2 separate regions of the Hordeum vulgare genome follow, and region 2 is linked to region 1. A link is a contact called in public Hi-C data. All regions are on one chromosome and are shown on one strand. The core of a region is the stretch at or near the end of the contact, and the rest is flanking DNA. Distances in the headings are between cores, read along the strand shown. Region 1 overlaps LOC123402882. Region 2 holds the start of LOC123405961.

Region 1 (4,006 bases), core at 517-3,016:
GGCATCTAGTGATAAATCGGGGAGTTGCTAAAAGCCCGCTCGACGCGCTCTGCTCCGCGGAGAGCTGCCGAATAGGCGCTAAATATCCTATTATTTTTTTGCCAAGGTTTGAGAACTGCCGTTTCTTTCTTCTGCTAATTCAGTCACCATCTTTTACTATTAAGTTATTGTCCAACTACCTCGATTCTTTTTATATTACCATCGTTTTGATTGGAATAATATGTGATAGTGGTTTCTTATGTTGTGTTGTGGCCTATCTTTTTCAAATACTTGCCTTAGATTATTAAACAAAATCATGTTATTTAGCTCGAAACTGTTAGGAAGTATTAGTATTGGTCTAACAGGCGCTAAATATCCTTTTTTTTGCCAAGGTTTGAGAACTGACGTTTCGTTTCTTTTGCTAATTACGTCACCATCTCTTGCTATTAAGTTCTAGTCCAACTACCTTGATTCTTTTTATATTACCATCGTTTTGATTGGAATAATATGTGATAGTGGTTTCTTATGTTGTGTTGTGGCCTATCTTTTTCAAATACTTGCCTTAGATTATTAAAACAAAATCATGTTATTTAGCTCGAAACTGTTAGGAAGTATTAGTATTAGTCTAGAAGTTCTTATTAGTTTATGTTTACTTTCCTTGCACCTCAAGTCTTGTAAGGACGAGTTGCAGCGTCCAGAGACCTAAACCTAAGCTCCAATACCATGTTAGGAAAGCAACTTATCTTTATTGAAGGAACTAAATCGAGATCGACTCGAATTCGTTACAAGTTTAGCACGAGCCACTCTCTACAGCTCGACTTTGAGCTTTGCTCGAGCTCGACTCATTTGCAGCCCCACCCATGACTGCTTCAGAGTAACTAAGGGTGTGTTTGGTTGGAGGGATAGGCTAGGGTGGTTGTGGGTATCCCCAACCAGGTGGCTGGGGATAGCCCTTTTTTTTGTTTGGTTGGAGGGTAGGGTTATCCTTTTTTTTTGTTTGGCTAGGGTGGTTGGGAGGATGGATAACCACGTGGCTGGCGAGCTCCCGCGGCGGCGGCGCCCGCGCCGGCCAGCTCCCGCGGCGGCGGCGCTCGCGCCGGGCAGCTCCCGCACCGGCCTCCCGCGCCGGCCAGCTCCTACGCCGGCCGCCTCCTGCGCCGGCCGCCCTCCCGCGCCGGCCGCCTCCCGCCCTCCCGCGCCGGCTGCCCCAGGGTGGTTGCCACCGCCCGCCCGTTTTTGGCGGTTGGCCACATCCCTTTTTTCTGGGAATATTCCCAGCATCTGGTTGACTCTGTTCCTCCTCGCCCCAGATCCAAACGCATGGCAACCACAGAAAAAAGTGGTTATCCCTGTCCCTGGGAGGATATCCCTCCAACCAAACACACCCTAATATGCTACCTTATGACGCAGACGATTCATGGTATAAATAGAAACAAAGCTGCCTATGTTCCTTTTTTTTTGGACAATTAAATTCTAAATATCTTAACTTGGTAAAATTCCCTACACCTAAATCATGCTTGTTCAAATAATGTTGTTGTTAACTTTTTTCTGAGAACATGTGTAAATGCTCTTTCTTCTTGTGCAATCTAGTATTAGAATGGGACGGGCCATGTTGCCCAATGAGACATGAGGCCACTTAGTATTGGACGATTGGTCAGCTCCATGTCCCTGAACAGAACAGAGGTGCCATCAGGGACCACTTAGTAACAAATTGAATTTTATGGGTAGTCCACAATTTTGCCCACCACTCGACTAAACGTATTCAATACCTGAGTTCCATCAAATATTTCATTAACTCTTGTAATTTGCAGGCCACAGACAAAGCTATCCTTGCGCTGTTATTGATGGCTCTTGTCCTTGCCTTGCTGCCCACAAGATTGCTTATCCTGGCGATGTTTCTGGAGGTGTTCACGAACCACTCTCCGATAAGGAGAGCAAGCACAGAGAGATGCACCAGAAGGTTGAGAGAGTGGTGGTTCAGCATACCTGCAGCGCCAGTAGTGGTGGAGAAGGATAACAAAGAAGATAAGAAGACAAAATGAATTTGTGTGTACAAACTGTGATTCTGTGTCTAGTTTGGCCGATGTCGAGATGGATCACCAGCGCACCGCTGTGTACATTGTCTGAGGATATGATAAATGAACTGCAGTTAGTATTTCAATAAGAATGGTAGCTCCTTTTCTTGTTCTTGAAAAAAAGAAGAAGAGTGGTAGTTCCTTTCTGTCCTCTCTGTGCTCTGCCCTGATATCACAAAACTAGTCTATTCTCAAAAGTAGTGGTTTCGTATGTAGTCCGTAGTGAAACCTCTAAAAAAAACCTTATATTTAAAAACGGAAGGAGTATTATGCATGTGTTTGAGTCTTAATGTATATTTATCTTGTTAGAGCATATATAATATAGCCATGTACCTCTTCGTATTTATTTCATTGTATAAGGGATTTTCTGCATATAGTTCATACCTGTACATGTATATATATCGGTCTATGGCTTCATGAGAATACAAGTTGTATATTCTTAACATGGTATTAAAGCTTAGGTTTTTTTAGCATGCGCAACTCGTGCTTGATCCTTTTCTTGCGTCGTTGTGTTCTTCTTGCCGGCCGTCGCTGTTTTCGTCGCTGCTGCGGTTTCTCTCCTAACTACTCCCTCCGTTCCTAAATATAAGTTTTTATAGAGATTCCACTAGTAGACTACATACGGATGTATATAGTCATACTTTAAAGTGTAGATTCATTCATTTTGTTTTGTATGTAGACTTCTAATGAAATCTCTTAAAAGACTTATATTTAGAAACGGAGGGAGTACATCGGTCAGAGTGGCTGCCCGAACCCATCCGCCTCGTCCCTATCCAATTCGAGTAGCACTTTAGGTCGAGTCAGCGGTGTGTTGCTTCAGATCAAGCCGGTGATCGAAGGACTCCTTCGTCCGTTTTTCCCATCAAGCTGCTGCGCCGTTGCTTGGATTGAGACGGATTCGTGCGCTGCTGACGCGCGTATCCTTCGGCCTCCGTAGCCGTCCGGCCGCTGTCCACCTCTGCCATAGTCTGGCCATCGTTCGGCCGCTGTCCGCTTTCGCCATCGTTCGGCCGCCGTTCTTCAGCCGTCGCTGAGATATGTGCGTGGCCGTCCATAGTGCATGGCCGCTGAGATCCGTCCGGGGTTGCATCGTCCGTTGACCTGGGCATAACTGCTTTGGGTCGCGTTGGTGCTGGCCTGCATCGGCTGCTGTGCACACACGTGACATGGTGTTGTACTACTTCTGGTGGATCATCATCGGCTGATTGTGTTCCCAAAAAAAGGAAGGAATCTTTTTATCGGGTCCGCATGTCCCAAGCTGCCCGATGACTCCTGACGGTGTTTTCGTCACTACTCCCGTCTCGCACATGCGTCGTTTCTCGGCGCTTGATGCTCGTTCGCCTGTCGCGTCGTCCCCTTTGGCGTCTTCCATGGGCTGTGCCAATAGCTCTTCTACGACTCTTCATGCGAGCTCCACATATGTCGATTGTCGTTCTACACTAACCCCTCTCCCGACTTTCACCGGTGTATGTCGCTCTTCCACGACACCTCTCGCGACTTTCATTGGTTATACTCGTGCATATGACTCCATCGACCGTGCTTCGCACACGCGTCTTTCCTTGGCGCTTGGTGCTTGTCTGCATACGGTCTCGTCTTCACCACCGGCCTTTGCAGATGATACTGGTCATGCTACATCGCCACACTTCACGGCTTCCACCGGTGGAGGTGGCCGCTTCTCTCCCGGTGCCACTACGTCGCCTACTTCACGTGTGTACTTCACCGAGGAGGAGATTGCACGACTTCGCGCCCTGCTGATTGCCTCTGACTCTCGGTTGTCGGGTGCATCTACATCGACATCTTCAGTTGCGCCTCTGACTGAGCATGATATTGTGCGATTTCGATGCCTGATAGCTCCAGCTTCTGGTTCTTCCTTGACAGGTTCTGTTGGTTCTGCTACGGACTCTTCTGGCATTGCGAGACCACCTTCTACACAAGCAGGTACATCTTCATGG
Region 2 (4,006 bases), core at 386-2,885, 240 kb after region 1:
TATTCTAATTAACACACCATTTAAAAACAATACATAAAGTTGTCTTTGAAATTTTTCAAATAAATAATAAAATAAACTAGGTGAAATTTTAAAGAGGTGAGAAAAAGAATCAACTCATTTGGACTATTATTTTAAAAGTTGTGGACAGTCAAGGTTGGTCAAAAATCAGTTTTAAATATAAAACAGAAAACGAAAAACGGTTCTGGGTCAACTATGCTATCGCGAGGGGAAAATGTACTCAGGTGAATGCGCCTCCACTTATGCGGGTGGTGGCTCGGTCCTGTCCCTGACGAGAAGGGCCCACCTGCAGGTTTGACTACGGTCAACCTGTCGTCTTCCTCCTCCATCCGATGGGAAGGCATGGCTCCCGCGGTCCTCGCTGGCGGACGACACCTCCTTGGGTTCTTCCGAGGGCGTGAATGGATCCATCCCTTCGGGCTGGTCCTCCAGGTGGTCACCGTGACCAGAGGGGTGGAAGGAATCGCCGGCGGCAAGCTGCGAGGCGGCGACGGCTTTAGGCAGAAGGGACATCTTGGCTAGGTGGCTCCTGGTCGAGGCTGGAAGGTGGGGGTGTCTCCACGAGGTCGGGGCAAGGCGGATGGTGGCGCGGAAGAGGCGAGAAGAGCCCTGCCTTGGTCGAATTCGACCGGGACTGCGACGGACGAAGCTCTTCGGAACCAGGGAAGATGATGCCAATCGGTCAAATTCGGGCTAGGGAAGCCTTGCTACGGTCTCTAGGGTACTTGTGGTCTGCAATGACGCTTTGGGGGCTCCATTTATAGCCGTGGAGTGTCAGTTCCCGCGGCGGTCTCGGATAAGAACGATGGCGACACTTCCTGGAGACGGTAGAGGGCAGCAGAGGCGGCAACGGAGCTGGGCAGTAATGGTATGTCGCAAATTGGGGGTCCAGGGCAGGTGGCGCCCGGGGAGCAAATGGGCGGTGCTGGCCATGGCAGAAGACAGAGCTGCATTGCCATTGCCGCAGCACACGCTGCTGGCCTCGATGGCCGGCAAGGCCGTGCTGCTCCAGGAGGAGGCCGATTGACTTTGGCGAGAGGGAAGGGACGGAGCGCGACTCTACGCGGTGAGCAAGGGCCAAAAGGGCGGGCTAGGAGGACGCGGTGGCTCGGTTGCAGCTGCTGCAATACGTGCGCTCTGCTCGTGCCCAGAGAATGCACGCCAACCGTTCGACGAAATGCTACTACCAGCCAGGGACTTAGGTTAGAGCTAAGACTCCATAGGGTGGCTAATAGGTTTACTAGGGGTCTGCTAGACATGTTAGTTGGGCATAGAAGGAGAGTCTCCAATGCAATCTTCAAACCATGTCAATTCTGGTCACGCACCCAAGGTGCTCGACAAAATGACCTAGGCATCTAGAAAGGTCTTGTGACTACGAAATTCTCCAGGTTGAGGTCTCTATGGATGCTAACAATGATGGTAAGGTTAAATTTGGGAAAACAGAAACTTCCTAGTTTAATATTTAAAAAAGTGCATTCCTAGACAAAAACAAGATGATGTTGCAAGATGGTCTCAACCAATTCCAGTGTAGGGGAAACTCTGGACTTAAGGATTTTATAGGGACCTCTGTAAGCAGTAAAATTTTCAAAAGCTTTGTGTAAGAAATAAATTGGGTTGCAGTGCGAACTGCAAATCTGGTCTAGGACAGAAAATAGGAAGTGGTGATCAACATTTTAAAAAGAGCAATATATGTTTTTGCATAAAACTCATTAATATGAACTCCTTGACCACTCCAAATTTTTTGTAGAATTTTTGAATTATTATATCTAGGGGTTGTAGTACAAAACACCAAATTGGACCAGAATAGAAAAGAAGATAATGAGCTCAATATTTCCAAAACACTTAGCTAGATTATTGCATAAAAGTGATCCAAAAACATATTAGGGTATTACCAAGTTTTTGTGAAATTTTTAAAAGAAGTTATCAAATGGTTGCAGTTCAAATCAGGCCTTTAAAGAATTTAGAAGTAAATTTTAGAATAAATGAACCCTAGAGAGATATTTATAAAAATGCCTTCATTTGATTTGGAAATAATTGGAAAAATATTTGAGGAACACTCAAGTCAATAATATGATTCAAAAACTCCTACGTAAGAAAGAAATCTTTTTATAAGATAAACAAAGAAGGGGTCTGAAAATAGGAGAAAACCCAAAAATAAAATTTTAAATTACCATGGACAATTAAATAAATAAAAATCATGGCCAAAATTTTGGGGTGTTACAAACTCTACCCCCCTTAAGAAAAATCTCATCCTCGAGATTTGCTAGAGACGTTGAAAAAATACAAACTCATACCACACTGCAGTATCTACACGAAAATAACTACTCTACGAGGTTACAACAAAGACGATAATTTCTACGGGGTTGGAAAATCGAGTTGTTGTTATGAATGGTTACGACAAAAAATTTCAAAAAGGATTTTTTTTCTATTTCGGAATTGTGCTTGCCGTACCCGAGTGCACATTGCTCTCTTTCGCTGACAGGTGGACCTAGGGTCCACTATCAGTCTCTTCTTCTTCCTCCGGCTCTCTTGTCTCTTCTCTCTCTCGCGTGCTTTCCGCTGCTTTCTCCACGTGCGGTGTCTAGGGCCGTATCGTGATAGTACGCGGCGTCCTTAGCTGCCAGCGCAGAGCACTTGCGTCACAGGCCAGAGCTTTGTCGGCACTGCTCGCGGATTCGCCTCCGAACACCGGCGATCAAGCAATGAGCGACGCTGGTGGGCTGCGTCTACCGCACACCGAACTCGGGCTATAAAACGACCGCGTCATTCTCTCCTCTACCTCACACCCGGCCTCACTGCTCCTACTTCTTTCTTCTCTGTTCACAGGAGCTCGAGGCGAGATTCCAATGGTGGACGAGCACCCTGGGTGGCTGATAATCCTGCTGGCTGGAGGAATGTCGGTGTTGATTGGGTTCCCATTGCTACTATGCGTGATGATCCAGGATGATCGTCATGATGCTCCTTATCGAGTGGTGGCTCTCCGCAGTGGAGATGAACACGAATACTAGGCATGAGCGAAATGCATGGGTGGTTGCCAGCATGCTGGCAGCACTTTGCAATAAAAGCACCCACAATGTATTCCTCTCGGAAAAACTGTGGTGCTATCGAGGCAATTAGCTAGATGTTAGGTGTGTGCGGTTCTGTCCTTAGTGCATTTTGGAGAGCTGGTGTGGTTGTGAGCCGGCTGACATGCGAATAAAATCTTTGTTGAAAAAGTTTTGTTGTAGTAGTTTTATTAAGAAAAATTATCACTCAAAATATTGCCTAAAAAAATAATCCAAGGCAAAAATCGCAGCAATCACACAACCAAAATAAAACATGTGCATGCAATAATTTACAAGGTAAGGTACAACCATCACATCACACAATCGTAGACTAGACTAGCAGATACAAACAAGGCATTTCATGGAACACGCAGAAATTTAACGGTCGTGAGGGAATATTTTCCTGGTAGTGGAATATCTACTTCGTCTACACGGGCGAGCGGTTGGATGACTTGCAGAATGCGTCCTGCTGGGTCCATCCTTAGGGGCTCGCTAATGGCGACCTGAGGGTTTTGGGCAGCGAGGGTCTGGAAGAAATCCATCACTTGATATGTCAAGCGCTCTTGAGCGATGACAGACATCACAAGCCTGATCAACACGGGGTCTCTCTCTGCACGGGTGCCTGGAAAAGACACTGCTTCCCCGGGCACTGCATAGCTCAGAAAAAAAAACAGTACCCCCTTTTACTGGCATACGGTACTCCAAATTGAAGGCATGTAATCGCTTCGTAAGCACCAACCTCTATGGCCATTTCCAGGGTAGGCATAGATTTTCCGCTGAAGGACTTCCGTGGGGTCTTGGTTAGGGTCCACTTGGAAAATGTGCACCACTGCCCAATATTTCGGGGTAGTGGAAGTGATCCTCGACTTGAACAACTCGTACTGGGGTGGAAGGGGAGAACCCATGGTACTGCAGGTAAAATCCAACAGTATCCTAACAAAACT

What was found. Hi-C and Micro-C count contacts between places; a contact is called where the count stands out from the background.
Region 2: a contact with region 1 is called in a Hi-C map of leaf, with 2.8 times the contacts expected there. The contact joins the promoter of LOC123405961 here to the enhancer-like site in region 1. A contact is called at or near these places in 2 of 6 Hi-C or Micro-C datasets (leaf and seedling).

Annotation. Positions count from the first base shown.
Region 1 is chr6H:261,893,060-261,897,065 of MorexV3_pseudomolecules_assembly, forward strand. LOC123402882 reads left to right here. Exons shown (of 9, transcript XM_045096846.1): 9 at 1,791-2,400. The coding sequence ends at 2,021. Among protein-coding and RNA genes, the nearest start is that of LOC123402882, 51 kb to the left of the region's middle. Within about 2 kb of position 1,767, at least 1 of the 3 cell types and tissues checked has open chromatin away from gene starts, as enhancers often do. A contact at or near this core is called in leaf, where this site is marked.
Region 2 is chr6H:262,137,807-262,141,812 of MorexV3_pseudomolecules_assembly, forward strand. LOC123405961 reads right to left here and starts at 1,636. Exons shown (of 3, transcript XM_045099467.1): 1 at 305-1,636. The coding sequence starts at 531.